Linked DNA regions of Mus musculus: all the other regions are linked to region 1. The links are chromatin contacts, called in public HiCAR-type and promoter capture Hi-C maps. All regions are on one chromosome and are shown on one strand. The core of a region is the stretch at or near the end of the contact, and the rest is flanking DNA. Distances in the headings are between cores, read along the strand shown. Region 1 holds the start of Sestd1 (SEC14 and spectrin domains 1). Region 2 holds the start of Lnpk (lunapark, ER junction formation factor). Region 3 holds the start of Neurod1 (neurogenic differentiation 1).

Region 1 (5,033 bases), core at 1,270-3,769:
CACAACTTAAGAGGCACCAACTAGATGGAGAAGGTGGGTGGACTTCGAGCAAAGGGCACACAGAAGAGGGAACATACTGTGACTGCTGTTGTCAGACGTTCCCAAAGCTACACGCAGAAGAGCCTGGATGTTCTGTGCTCAGAAACCAATTGTAGCTCTAGGTTCAAATTTGTGGACAACTTAATATACTTTGTTTCATATTTTGTCAGGATAGCATATAGTACAAACATTGTTATTATCATTCCCTTTTAGGGTAGTCATACTGATAGAATTGGTGCTTGTCCAAGGTCACAGAGCTAGGAAATTATAGATCTAGTAGCTCCCCACTCTACTTATAATTTAAAACAGGTGATGTTTCTACCAATATCATTATCTACCATCTGAGTTCATAGAGACACACAGTTCAGTTCCACAGAGCCGGCAGCGGGACCTTAAAGAGAAAATGCTACTGTAGAGTGAGGAATGGCCCTTGAGGCTCAAGCAAGTGATAGATACGTGTTTTGCAAGGATATGACTCTCTCTCTCTCTCTCTCTCTCTCTCTCTCTCTCTCTCTCTCTCTCTCTCTCTCTCTCTCGTACATGTCTCATACACACACACACACACACACACACACACACGTACACACACAATTCTACAAATGCTTACATGGAACTCTGGCTGTGGGGCCTACTCAGCTGAAAAGATGGAGCTGAGTTCCCTCTGTCAGCTCCTGGGAGGCGCAACACCCTCATTTCTGTGAATCCATACTCCAGTGTTTTTCATTTGTTTTGTTAGTTCCTCTTGATTCTTATCAGGTGACTGAGTGACACTCCGAGGGACCCATGGGTAAGTAGAAAGTACACACAAAAGTCAGATGGTGTTGAAAATTACTGGAGAGGATCCTTAGGCATGCACTTGTGTTATTTGGATAAGCGAAGAATGTGAGCGGAGAAAACACGGGTTTTAACATGATAAGCAGAGAATCCCACGGGGCAGAGGGAGGAAAAATCACAGTAGGGTGTCAAGTTTGTTGTAGATCCTCCTCTTTGAAGACAGACACTTTTTGTTGGATAGATAACGACCTAATCTCAACAGTTAAAGAGAACTTTCCTTGTGTTGAGCACTGTACTATGCCCTGGGGAACCCAAAATGAGCAAGGTCAAATCTCTGTTCTTTTAAGGATCACACGGTCCAGGAAGAAAAGACCACCAAAGAAAGAAAGTAGTAAAGATAATCACAGGAACTCAAAGGTTCTATGAAAGTAGAGAGGACAGAGTGTCTAGTTTATGGTGTGTGGGATGAGGCTGGCCTGTGAGCCAGTACTAGGAAGAAGTCATGAGCTGTCTTTGGGGATGGTAGGAGTTCATCTGGCTATGCAAGGGATGGATTTCAAGTGGGAGGAGCTATGGAAGCATAGCCTCAGAGCCTGTGGAATCTGTGTGGTGTGTGGATGTGGCAGAAGATAGAACAGCAGGTGAAGAGGTTGTGGAGTCTACTGCGGATTCTAGTCTACATACACAACCTATGAGGGTTTTTAGATACAGAAGAGGCACGCTGGGCTTCGATTGGGGGCCGGGGGAGGGTTGGCAGTTACATGGAACTCAAGCAGAAGTGAATCTAGAAAGCCATGGCTCTCAAGAGTGGCTAACAGTAGGATTTCTTTGACCAAGTAGTAGCAATAGACACAGATTTGTCACCCAGAATTAACAGGAAGAAATTGCTCTTCTATTTTCAGCCAAGCAGCTTAAACAGAGAAAGTTGGGTGCTTATTTGGAATGGAGAGAGATTGTTAACGAAACTGGGTTATACTGGGGTGGCCTTGTGCATCCTATGGAAGACCAGGCATAGCGACCATGTGGCCATTGTGGTTTTGTGCGGATGACTCTTTTGAACTGAATTCAGGAAATGACCTAAAAGTGACTTGTGCAATAAAATAATAAAAGAGGATACTGAGGTAGTCATCGTCAGAAAGCCCCGTTTGTGAATTTTGGATCATCCAATAGAAAGATCCCCAGAGTCAAACAAAAGTCTGGAATCCCAACCAGCTTTTGCCCCTCCAGTTTCCAACCCTGTGTGCATGGTACCACAGGCATCCCAGCACACAGGGGTTTCTACACTAGGGGAGACCTTAGAGACTATGGAAGTGGGAGATGGGTGAAGCAGGAGAAAACAAATAAAAGAGTGTTAGGACCACTCCAGCCACACTTCCTGACCCCCGGCCCGGGTAGCTTCCACCACCCACGCGGTCAAGCTCTACGGGGTGGGGACCACAGGACGTCAATCCCAAGTGCCCCGCCCCCTTCCGCGCCGGGCGGGGTCTCCGCGCGGCCGCCACGGGCGCACGCGAGGTCGCGCGGACAGGGCCAGGCCGCGGGTGCCGGGAGGTGGCCGGGCCACCCGCGCCGCCGCCCCCCAGCCTGACGCACGGAGGGCCGGGCAGCGATTTGCCGCGGGCCCGCCGCCCGGGCCGCTCCGCCCCCGGCCCGCCTCCCTCCCGCCTCGCCCAGCTCTCCGCCCGCCGCGCCGGCGTCCCCGCGTCGTCCCCAACGCCCGCCAGCCCGGCCCGCGCCAGCCAGGTGAGTGCGGCCGCGCGGGGCGGGGGGCGCAGGCCGCGCGGGACAGGGACGCGCGTGGCGCGGGCGGGAGGGCGGCGGCGGTTCCCCCACCCTGCTACGCCGCCGGCTGGTCCGCGCCCGCCGCAGACAAAGCGCCCGAGGTGCGAGCCCCGCGGGCCCTCCCCGCTCCCGCCGCCTCGGCCTCGGCCCGCACCCGTTGCGCCCGCGCCCTGGCGGGGTCCCTGGGCCCCGAATCCAGCAACAGGTTTGAGTGTCAGCCTGGATTCATGGGGTTCCACTCCCTCCCCGCGTGCGAGCATCCCAGGCAAGCCCCCGCGCCCCCGCATCCCGGCCCGCTCCTTTGTGTGTGCCGGTAGCTGCCGGTGCGGGACGCGGGCTGCAGGGCCGGAGCTCCGGGGTTGCCGTAGGGCTCGGCTTCTCCGGGGCCTGCGGGCGGGTCACAGCCCTCCAGTCACAGAGGGCCACAAAGGGAGGCCGGAGATACTTGGCCAGGGTGCGGGGACCTGAGATATCTAGTGTCCCTTAGAAAGAAGGACAGTCTCAGTATGCCCGGCTCTGGAGGGGATGGTGGGATTCACCCTGTCTGTGGCTGGGCATACAGACACTGACGACCCCTTGACTCTCCAGGCTTTGACACCTTCTCACACATGGCCCTCACCCAGAGAAGTTGGGAATTCTGCTGTGGGAATAACTAGACAGCTGCTGTTTGACAGGTCCTAGCTGTCTTTAGGTTTTGTCTGTATCCAGCATAACCCACCATGCCTGCCAGCAGTTTGACAATCTCTCACATTAACATTGTCATTCAGGGTACCCACCCCCCATGTTGGAAAATCCCTGTGGTTTTCTTTGGTTGAATCAATTTTATTTTATTTTTTTTAGGGGGGTGGATTTACCCCTATCAAGGAAGAAATCACAATAAAGAACAGTTATCTTTGTTTACAAACCTTGGGACTTGTCACACCTAGCTGGTTTCATTGGTATGCTATTTTAGTATAACAATACTAAATAGAAGGAAAATATCTTCCCTTTGCTTTAGGCAATAAAATACTTTCTTTGTTCTAGAACCAGGAAGCCTTTATACATAATACTTTTTTGTGGACAGAACTTGGTGGCTGCCTTTACCCTGTAACAATGACGACAACAAAACTCCAAAGGAATTACTAAGCATTTGCACATCTCTATTGATTGTTTTTATATCCCCAATTCCAGGAAATCATTTTGCTAAATATGTATTCAGACATCCCAGATCAATTTAACCTTAAACATTGGCCCTACTCTATGCTTTTAAAGTTTACCTGCATTTTAACCACTGTGAATGAGCCTTGGTCCATGGAAGAGATTAGGATGCAGTGATGGAAGCAGATTGCAGAACATACAAGGACAGAAAGAAGGGTCTACCTGGGTTTCAGTTGATTGACAGGTGCCTAAAGGTATTATAAACAGGCACTCTCACTAATGTAGTGGAGAAAAAAATCCCATTTTGATGTATGTATATGTATACACATATGTATTCTATAAGAATTCCCTTAGAACAAACACAGTTAATTTTGTTTTTTTTTTTTTTTTTTAAGGAACAAGATAATAGCAGATTTGTACAGTTTCTTTGGAATAAGTTCACTTTATTAAAAACACCATTCATGTGTAGTCTTTTATTTCCAAAAGCTTTTTTTTTTTTTTTTTTTTAGCTTTGGAAAGCAAACACAGTAATATCTTGGGGGGTGGGGTAGGAGTAGGCCGTTTACTAGTGTGCTGGTTAGTTTTGTTAACCGGACTTACCTGGGAAGAGGGACTCTTATTTAAGGAATTGTCTCTATCAAATGGTCGTACTGTATGTCTGTGGGGGCATTTTCTTGACCAATGATACGTATGGGAGGGCCCAGGCCACTGGGGGCTGATGTTGTTTCTGGGCTGGTGGTCTTGGCTTACTTAAGACAGCAAACAGAGCAAGCCATGGAAGCAAGCAGCTTCTGCTTCCGTTCCTGCCTCAAGTTCCTGCCCTGGTTACCCTGCTGGAAGGGAATTGCTGGTGGATTAGACCTTGTGAAGTGACATAAATCCTTTTCTCCCCGAGTTGGTCAGTGTTGTATTACAGTAGTAGAGGCCTATAGAATAGAAAAACAGGGTATTTCGAATAAAAGGAGAAAAAACTTAGATTCCTATAGTAGGCTTGTTTGGGATCTATCTCATGCCATAGAAGTCACTCTTACAGTGGAGGATTTTGTAGTTTTGTATTTTCATGAGATTATGTAAACATCACAGCCAAATCTAGGCAAGCACAACTGCTCCTTGTCTCTGTGGATTTATTTGTCTTTTTTGGGCATGCCCTATGTGGCCTTTAATTCCTTAACTTGTCATCAGTGTTCATCTATATTATAGTCTGCCATTTTCATAACAGAATAATATTCCACTGTATGGATATACCAAAATCTGTTAATTCAGCAGATGTGCGTTTGGGTTATTTTACATCAACTGTTGTG
Region 2 (5,033 bases), core at 652-3,151, 2.7 Mb after region 1:
TAACACTGTGAACATAGAACACTTTTTAACTTGTAGTTTTCTTCCCACTCCTGTTGGATGCTTTATTGTAGCTATGGTATGCTTCCTCAGTACTTAACGAAGGGCCTAGTCCATAAATACTCAAAATCATCCTGGAGTCTGCAGTTTAGCAGTATATCCCATGTTTAGTTCTGTTTGTCTTTCCTGCATTGTCCTGTGACACACTTCCTTTTCACTTTCTTCATTTCTTTCATGGTACTGCGGACTAAATCCTGGGCCTTGTATACACTAGATAAGCTTACTACCATCTAGCCATATCCTCGGTGGATATCCTCTCCATTTATAAGACAAATATAAATATAGTGCTGTCTTTAGCACTATACATATTTTTCTACTTTGTTTCCTCACTTGAAAAATACTTGGGAAGATTTGAGAGATGATTTAGACTTTATGTTTCCCTTTCAAACCTGGCTAGGCTAACATTTTTTCTCATGTGATTTCCCTAGAAACTTTTTTTTCAGGATTAGATCTTTTAGAATCTTTGCCTCTAGCTAGCTCTCTTCTCTCTGTCCTGTTTTATTTTTAAACTCCCTGATAGCTCAATGAAAAACCCTAGGACAAGTATTAGCAAGAGTCAAAAACAAAACAAAACACAACAACAACAACAAAAACAAACAAAACTTTCCTGTTCCCTTTAGGAAAGATCTGAGACAAGAGGCAGCACGAGTTTTATGTTCTTAGAAACTACCAAGGCTGGGAAATAAAATGGCTAATTTTCCAAATAAAAACTGGTGAAATGTCTGTTTACTTTCTTCCACATTGGTGAGGCGATACATGGCACACTAAAGTTTAGCTCTCTCCTATTCTTTTAAGTTTACAAAGCTGTAACTGAAGATCTTAGAATTTAGGGGATTATCTTACAAAGTAGATACTATGTCTATGCCTTCTTCTCTGCTGGTGTTGTCAGTGTAAACATAGCATATTATTATATCTATTGCACTTTGAAAATCAGAAACATTTTCTTCCTTAACTAAAGAAGAAAAACCCGTAAAAGTGATTGAACACAGAACATAAAAGCTTTTGTTGAAGTTTCCCTCCTAATTTTGCCTATGGAGCGCCCCCACCCCTCCCATTGAAGTTTTGTTATTGATACTTGCAGTTGACTGGAATACAGCCTTCTTTAGGTCGTTTTCAATTCTTAGGGAAATACAGCACTACTGTTTAAGGGGCCCCAGTTATTCAGAGGTTTTGGAGATTGTTAAGAGTGTAATTTTGGAAAGCTCAGCCTTTGTTGCTACCCCTTAGCTTGAAAAGACCATCCTTATCATTTCAAGTTCTTCTCATGCTGGTGAGATAAGCGCGTAGTCATGAAAGGACCCTTTTTGACGTCCAAGAGCAACAGAAACAAGCCTAAAGCCCTCATGGGGTATGGCCAGGAGGTGTTATGTATGATGTCTGTCTGTCTCTCTCCACTTGCTTGGCTGGGATGGCTTCTGAGCTATGCAATGTAAACTTTTTTGCTGCCTTCTGGATGACAGCTGATCTGGGATCTCAGGTACCCTCTCTTTTCCAGACACACAGGTCTCGACCTTCAACGTCCCTCCCCTTTGTCCTCCCCACTCTTCTCTCGCTCAGAAGGTCTGGGACAATCAGGATCAGTTTCTTTTCTTGGCGAGACTGGGGCGTGGGAGTTGTTCATGAGAAAAGGAGGCAGAACTAGTAAGAGTCAGTCGGAACCGCCCTACCCTGTGGTGCCCCGAGGACCGACAGCCTACACTAGCGCGGAGGATACTCAGCCTAAATCCTCCTGCCACACCCGCCGCTCTGAGGCACCAACGGCTGGGCCGGCCGGATCACGTGATGGGGGAGCGGCGCGCGCCGGCTGCAGCGCCCATTGGCTGGCGGCAGGAGCGCGGGGTTTGATGGGAAGGCATTGGCCGGGCCCAGCGCTCTATCTGTAGGTGCTGCTGCCTGCTCCAGAGGCTCTACGCGGTGGCGACCCAGGCTTCCCCGAGTGGACGCCCAGGCCGAGCGGCGCCCGCTTTTCTCAGGTAGGACTGTGAAGGGAGGGCCGCGTAGACGGAGGCGCTCCGGACAGCGGGAACCAGTCTCCGGGTTCCTCGGCGCGCCGGCCCGGGTGCCTCCGCCCCTGCCAAGTGGCCTAGAGCTTGGTGGCGGCTGGGGAACACGCCGCGGGGCTGCTGCCCTCCGTACACTGTTGCCGCCTTCTCTCGTGGATCGCCCTGAACAGCGGCCCGAGCGGCTCCGGAGCGCACGAGACCCGGCTCTGCCTCCCCTGAGGCCGGTGTTCTTTCCGGGTATGTTCTCAGGGATTCCGCGCAGTGGCTGTTTAGAGCCCGAGCCCTTGGGCCCCCCCTGTGTTAAGAAGTGTCAGAAGGTCCCAGAGAGCACATCCCTAGCTGAAATATCCACCCTGAGAGCCCCGATCACCTCCGCGTCCACCTGAGCTGGCACGACGGGAAGGTCTGAAAACTGTCAGTGTCATGCTGCTCCGTCCGCGTGTGGGCGTGGATTGTGAGCGACTTAGAGGAGCTGCTCCACAACCATTGTCCTTACTTATTGGAGGGACAGCGACCAGTCTGAGGGGTGGGGTAGGACGAAGGTGCGTGGTGACAGGAGCGACCCGGGAAAAGCAACTCCAAGGGGCATCAGTAGGTTTAATTCTTTGATGGTGTGTTTGCGGACGGAGAGTTCGGATTGGTGAATTTATTTCTGCGTGCAGTTTTAAGCAACACCTGCGACTCACTGAGTTTTCAGTGTTCTGTTCTTACTTTTTGGTTTCTGGTTTGTGGTGCTTAGAGCCTATTGTTTTCTGTCTCTGTGGCCTCAGTCTTAGCGTTGACAACATTGTCTAGAGGTGTGATGGATGTGAGTAAATTTAGTTACAGGCATATATATGTTCAAGCTGGCAGGCAGGGCTAATACCTAGTTCCCAAAGGTCTCCATAGTGCCTTCTTAGAAGAACAAAGTTGATTTCGAATACGAACCTTAAGCAAGAGTGGTTCATTTAAAAGTGAAGTTTTAAAAAGTTCCTTGACATCTATTGGGGTCACCATAGTAATGATGTTAATAAATGTTTATGGTGTTTATATGTTGGAAGAATGCTTGGATAGGTGACTCTAATAAAGGTATGAGTTCATATAGAAATCTCCCTGTCAGTCTTTTTTATTTTTAATTTTTATATTTATTTATTTTGTGGTGGTCATCTCATATTAAAAGTGCTTTTAGAAGTGTGCTTACCATTTTTTTTTTTTTTTTTTTTGGGCAATAAACCTGGTGTAAGATATTTCAGAGTTGCCTATTTGGACATTTGAAAGCGATTTCGAACAAATCACATTTAAACCCAAATTGTGTAGTATAATGTGGAGATGCTGTTAAAGGTGACTAGTTTATATTTAAGTTTGGAATCAAAGGTTAAAAACCACAAAACTCCATTTCTTTTGTTGTTTTCTATGAAGGCTTATACGTTTATTATAATGGGAAGTGCTTGAAAAATACTCCATTTATTTATTTCCATGCTAGGGTAAATGAGAAAAATATTTTTAGTAAAAACACAAACTTATTTTATACTTACAGATTTTAAATTATGAAATAATTAAAATATGCACTCATTTAATGGAATGTTAGGCACATGCTTCATTTAGATATTACATGTGGTTTTGGTAACAGCAATAGTAATGGCTAAAATTACCTAAATACTATGTGCTAAATACTGTGCCAAGTGATAAATAAGTTCACTAAATTTATACAATTCCAAGGAATGTAAATATTCTAACTGCTTTATTAGCCAAAGCTCAGAGTTTAAGAACTCTCTAAGTTTAAGATCATATAGCTGGTAAATGGCTGAGCCATGTTTTGAATCCTTATCCCATTGTTTTAATGTGATTTGAAGTGAGTTGAGAATTCAAGAAAAACACTTAGGTCTGAGTGTGAATAACAGTGGAAAACATCATCAGTATGGTAGAGGGCTGGAGAGCTTGGGGGCACTCAGATGACCCATATGGTGGGTCACAGCCATCTGTAACTCTAACACCCACTTCTGACTTCCCTGGGCACAAGGCACACACATGGTGCACATACATGCAAGCACAATACTCATACACATGAAAATAAATCTTAACCCCCCACATTTAGATGCACTCAGCCCTTAAGGTCATACATGCTAAGTCCCATTGTGATATCAGAGCTGGAAAGAGACTGCACTTGTTTGGGGACAAGCTGCCTGAGGAAGGGAGTGATTTATGCTTCAGAAGGAAATGCTAGAGTCAAGAAAGTGAGATGGATTAGAAAATGGCAATAAGTACATCAAGAAAAACAATTATGGGTAATGACTATGTTATCAGGTACTAGGGTAAGTCAGGACAGAGTTAAGCCTTTCAACACCCTAGAGGATTCTATCTGTCTTTTGCAAATAAGGAAATTGAGAAACAGGGATATTTAATGTTTTGGCTCCTTTTTTTTTTTTTTTTTTACAGTAAGTGATGGTCAGTCAGAATTGGAGTAAAGGAAAGGACAGCAGCAATGGGTGTGATTGAGAAATGAACTCAGTACTATAGAAAATAGCCAATCTTCCTGTGTTTTACATCTGTTAAAAAATACTATCATATGTACATTATAGTAAATCAGCTTTAATACTACTAGAATGTGATAGAAAAATTTCTGAAGCAGTAAGAATCGATTGTTGCTATGCTTATGAGAGCATGGATTTAATGACTATGACTTATATCTCAGAGGGTAAATGTAAAAGCACAACTTCTTGCTTCAGGGAGCCTGGAGGCTAAATCATTGTTTTTTAACAGCAAAACATTTTCCAAATAAATAACTGACATAAAATAGGTATTCATTATGAATTACGAGCATATTTCATATGCTCATTTAAAAAATAATATGCAGTAAAGACTATTTTAGGCTAGTTGATCTAAAAGTTCTAACGGAAACCCTAGGAATTTAGCAAGCCATTTAGCTTTTCTCAAATGCAAATGTAAGCACTCAGATTTAATCTGGTAGGGATTGGGCTACCTGATGCATTCATT
Region 3 (5,033 bases), core at 1,607-4,106, 2.2 Mb before region 1:
GGCAGCTACAGACACACTGGGTCCTTTCACGGAAAGTAAGCATCTGTTTCTGAGAAAAACAGGTCACCACCCGGGACGCTGCAGGCCATGACCCAGCTCTTTATCTTAGCTCTGTGAATGCGCCCCTGCCCCACAGCCAGGCCATACTGCTCTGTCCTCTCTCCTCCCCTATTCTTCCCTTAGGCCTCTGCTTCCCTGGCTCCAGGGCTGAGGCTGTAACGGACCCGCGTCGGGTCCAGTGCGGCGCTGGGGACTAGGGCCCGGCGGGGTGGCAGATTTAGGGCATTGCTCGAGGGCACTGAGTCATGAAAAGCGGCTTTTGTTGCCTGCGCGTGCAGCTCGCGTGCCGCCCGGCTGCCTAGGGAGGCTGGTGGGGCCAAAGTTGGGGGAGTGCGGTCACCGGTCAGGCAAGCGGAGATAACTGGGAAATAGCCACTGTCCCAGCAGACCCACCAGCGCATAAGAACAAGGCAGCCGGCCAGGGTCATGGGCCCCAGCGCCGGACTCCACCGAGCGCTCTGCATTCCAGCTGGGTGCAGTTCAGGTGCGGCCGCCCCCCGCCCCCCGTCCCGCAGTCTTGCGCCTTCCCGCAACACACACATACTTTCACAAAGCAAAAATACTTAACCCCCCATCCTTATTAGGCACCCACTGCTTCCCCGGAGCTCGGAGGACACTTGCTGGGAGCCTTGGTGTTTGTAACTCCGACTTGGAATCAAGGCCACATTAGAATGCAGCAAAGCATGAACATTCAGGAAAGAGAGATCTTACTTCAAGTTCCGGGAATATCCAGGTGTAGCTTTTCTTTTCAAAACTCCCTGGTCCGTTAGTCAGATCCCCTGAGCCATAACTTCCACCGCTCCCCAATAACTCTCCTGTAGCATCCCCTAAAATGGAGAGGTGAGAGCCAGAATCCGAGTTACATTTCACTGAATGAGGATATGCCAACTCTTCATAGAAGGGCTGTCCCAATAAAATCTGCCTCTACTGTGCTTAACCTTCAAGATTTTTCTGCGGATCCAGGTATTTAAACGCAACACCCAGAGTAAATGAAAAAAAACAAAAACAAAACAAAAAAACAACCCCCCCCCCCAAAAAAAAAGACAATGCTCCTTGCTTGCTCTGCTCTCAGCCAGTTGACAGAACAAAGAAAAAGAAAAACTCCAGGCAGTTTATCTCTAGAATCCCAGAATGATTGGTGCCATGTTTTAGGCCACCAAAGAACTCCCACAATGCCTTGCTTTTCTTTTTAGATTCGTTCCGGGTCTGGAAGGTTACTTTCAATATCTTGCAAATGCCCAGGATCTCCTTAGAACCCTCTCCCCCTCCCCTTTCCCAGATGTACCCCATTCCAGCCACTCAACCCTGACACTGTTTGCAAACTCAAGGGCAATTGCCTTTACATAAGCAATTCAAGTAGGATGCATTCATTGCAAAGGGGTTGAAGAGGGTAAGAACTTAATGAAGAGTTAGAAGAGGAACTGGAAAGAGAAAGGAGGCCAACCATTCCTCCTCCTCCTCTGTCACTTTTCTTGGGCTAGAAGGACGGAGGATCATCCATCTGAAAGATTCCTCCTTCAGATGGAGAAAATAAAGACTCCTTATTTAAGAATAGATAAGGCTATTCCACAATAGACTTTGCTTGACTCAAAACACAGAGTCCCCAGAAAGGGAAACAGCACATTGAATAGAGTTTTATTGCAGCTTCTCTTTGAGCTTCTTCTGACCAAGGCCCCAGAGATTGAGCACTAGGGGCTCAAGGAAGGCTGTGATTGAATTATGGTCTGTGTCAGAGATGAAATTCCCACCTCTGGTGCGGGGTTGTTTAATCTTAGCATTCCCTAGATGAGCTAGCTGAGGTCATTCATTACTCCAGGAGCATCTGAAAACCAACGGAGCCAAGGTCTGCTGGCAAAAACTAGCTTTAGACACAAAATTCTAGGGTTTAGAGTTGAAGACTCTTAGTGAAGTCTCTGGGGTAGGAGCAGGTGACCGTTAGGTTTACATTTGGAGTGTTCAAGTGTAGGGTATGGAAGCTGACTTGCAAAGGATTCTAGAAGATGCTCTAGTCAGGAAGGTTGAGTCAAGGCTGTGTTTCCAGATGAGGTCGTTTTTATATGAAATAAATGTTTGCCTAGAGAGGTGATGGAGATTAGAAGCCAGCCACCCTTTGGTGGCAATAAGCAAAGCCTCTGCTAAGAGGTAGAAGCTAAGAGATGGGCCTCTCCAGAGAGAACAAAGTCAAACTGCACCACCGGAGACCATTGTCAAGGGAAGGACCCTTCAGTGCACCTCAGTATCTGGGATTGTGAGTGGTTCACCTCTGTCTACCTCTCTGCGCTAAAGCAGTCTTCAGGCTAGGACATAGACTCAGTGATCTTTCTTTACCTTTCCAGCTCGCCTCCCGCAACCCCCCCCCCCCCCACATGTCCTCTGTCTTCTGCTGCCACAAAGGGTTAATCTCTCCTGCGGGTAAAAACAGGTCCGCGGAGTCTCTAACTGGCGACAGATGGGCCACTTTCTTCTGGCCACAAAGGGGCCGGAATGGAGCGCTCCGCGGCATACAAATAGGCAGGTCACGTGGTTCCCGGCTCTTGGCTGGACCGGGAAGACCATATGGCGCATGCCGGGGAGGAAGGAGCAGGGGCGGAGGTACTGTGGGGGTGAGGGGAGTGGTGGTGGAAGGGGGCGGGAGGAAAGTTCTGGGGAGGGGTGAATGAGGGCGGGAGTCGTTCAGTCTGGACGCGTGCGCGATTGCGGGGCGCAGGGACCTGCTCGTTGCTCAGCTCACGGCCCCGCCCGCGCTCAGCATCAGCAACTCGGCTATATAACCCTAGCGCCCGCGCCACCGGGACACGAGGAATTCGCCCACGCAGAAGGCAAGGTGTCCCGAGGCTCCAGGGTTATGAGATCGTCACTATTCAGAACCTTTTAACAACAGGTAATTATGATTCCTATTTTTTACTCTCCCGAGAATAAAAGCAATAATTGAAGAGCTGTACCTTGGTACTTTGCATGCGCACATTTGTGGAGTCGGTTGTCCCTATATTTGAGATCAGTGTCCCTCCTCGTAATTGCCCACAAGTACTCGCACGTAATGAGTCCCAGCACTCAAGTACCCCCTGCAGGCTTTCTAATTACATTTAATTTTTAATAGTATAGAAGCTTTTAGAATGTTTGGGGAGGGGAGTAACTGTAATTATTTGTAAGCGGTTATTTGAAAGTCCCCAAAGCAAACAACCACTTCCAGTTCTCACTTATTCAGGGGAGAAAAGGAGAGAAAGAGAAAAACAAAACAAAACAAAACAAACAAACAAAAACACCTGCTGCCCATAGTTTTATTTGGTGTACAGATATTTAGGCTCATCGTGCATATGAAACTATCTATTTCAGGAGAATGTAGTACTGGAAAACCGATTGGACTCTGAAATAGCTTAGCTGAAATGTAGGGAGAGGGGGAGAAAAGGAAGGAAATTTTCCTGCTACCTGTTACTGTCCCAGAGGCGGCCAAGTCCCCATGCTGGGGCCAGACATTCAGTTGTTTTACTAAAGGCTTTTTACAGTTCTTATGAGAAGCAGCACCTTCACCATTGCCAGTCGCTGACCATTGTAATTACTCCATCTTTTAAAGGGAGGTTTGAGGCGAACTTTGAAAAGCCCCAATAAAGAGCGGGCGGCCCTTTCAATGGGCTGTTTATTAGAGAGGAGCCTTTTGCACCTGATCCCCAGCGCGTGGGAGAGCCTCGCCTGGGAGCCAGAGCTTTTGTACAAGGTGGGAATTTAGCGGGGGCGTGGGGGGGGGGTGGTGAGGCAAAGAAAGAAAGGCAAGAGAGGGATGGAAGACTTGTGCCCACTTCTGTGGCCAAATGTGTTGTCGATAGGAAAATAATTTGATGGAAACTACCTTTCCTCCTCTGTGCATTGGCTCTCCCTTCCATATAATCTTCTTTAAAAATTGGGGTCAGTGCTAGGAAATTACGTAATGGCTTTTCAATTTATTTAAACCTCTAAGTAGTGCGAAGCCAGAGCAGAGATGAGTTCAGAGTATTCCATTTCCAAACTCATCGTTTTTGTGAGTTGGGAGTGACTTGGGACACAGTCAGAAAACCATGCACTCTGTACGCATTTCCACACAGGGCACCTGGCCAGATAATTGCCCTGCACACAGTTGAGCTGATCACTAGGAAAGGCACCCATAGCCACTCATGACAGGCCTAGTGGTACCTACTACGCAGCACCGAGGTACAGACACGCCAGCATGAAGCACTGCGTTTAACTTTTCCTGGAGGCATCCATTTTGCAGTGGACTCCTGTGTATTTCTATTTGTGTGCATTTCTGTAGGATTAGGGAGAGGGAGCTGAAGGCTTATCCAGCTTTTAAATATAGCGGGTGGATTTCCCCCCCTTTCTTCTTCTGCTTGCCTCTCTCCCTGTTCAATACAGGAAGTGGAAACATGACCAAATCATACAGCGAGAGCGGGCTGATGGGCGAGCCTCAGCCCCAAGGTCCCCCAAGCTGGACAGATGAGTGTCTCAGTTCTCAGGACGAGGAACACGAGGCAGACAAGAAAGAGGACGAGCTTGAAGCCATGAATGCAGAGGAGGACTCTCTGAGAAACGGGGGAGAGGAGGAGGAGGAAGATGAGGATCTAGAGGAAGAGGAGGAAGAAGAAGAGGAGGAGGAGGATCAAAAGCCCAAGAGACGGGGTCCCAAAAAGAAAAAGATGACCAAGGCGCGCCTAGAACGTTTTAAATTAAGGCGCATGAAGGCCAACGCCCGCGAGCGGAACCGCATGCACGGGCTGAACGCGGCGCTGGACAACCTGCGCAAGGTGGTACCTTGCTACTCCAAGACCCAGAAACTGTCTAAAATAGAGACACTGCGCTTGGCCAAGAACTACATCTGGGCTCTGTCAGAGATCCTGCGCTCAGGCAAAAGCCCTGATCTGGTCTCCTTCGTACAGACGCTCTGCAAAGGTTTGTCCCAGCCCACTACCAATTTGGTCGCCGGCTGCCTGCAGCTCAACCCTCGG

Evidence for each region. Promoter capture Hi-C pulls out the DNA fragments that hold promoters and counts their contacts. HiCAR-type assays count read pairs that join an accessible place to other places.
Region 2: a promoter capture Hi-C map of liver shows a contact between it and region 1, with 3 times the contacts expected there. The contact joins the promoter of Lnpk here to the promoter of Sestd1 in region 1.
Region 3: a HiCAR-type map of astrocytes shows a contact between it and region 1, with 4 times the contacts expected there. The contact joins the promoter of Neurod1 here to the promoter of Sestd1 in region 1. A contact is called at or near these places in 1 of 39 promoter capture datasets (hippocampal neurons) and 1 of 115 datasets of contacts at active chromatin or transcription factors (astrocytes).

What each region holds. Positions count from the first base shown.
Region 1 is chr2:77,278,078-77,283,110 of GRCm38.p6, reverse strand. It overlaps Sestd1 (SEC14 and spectrin domains 1), which reads left to right and starts at 2,519. Exons shown (of 18, transcript NM_175465.6): 1 at 2,519-2,556.
Region 2 is chr2:74,575,816-74,580,848 of GRCm38.p6, reverse strand. Lnpk (lunapark, ER junction formation factor) reads left to right here and starts at 1,901. Exons shown (of 13, transcript NM_027133.3): 1 at 1,901-2,030. 4930445N08Rik (RIKEN cDNA 4930445N08 gene) reads right to left here and starts at 1,805. Exons shown (of 2, transcript NR_166470.1): 1 at 1,725-1,805.
Region 3 is chr2:79,454,459-79,459,491 of GRCm38.p6, reverse strand. It overlaps Neurod1 (neurogenic differentiation 1), which reads left to right and starts at 2,856. Exons shown (of 2, transcript NM_010894.3): 1 at 2,856-2,941; 2 at 4,444-5,033. The coding sequence starts at 4,455.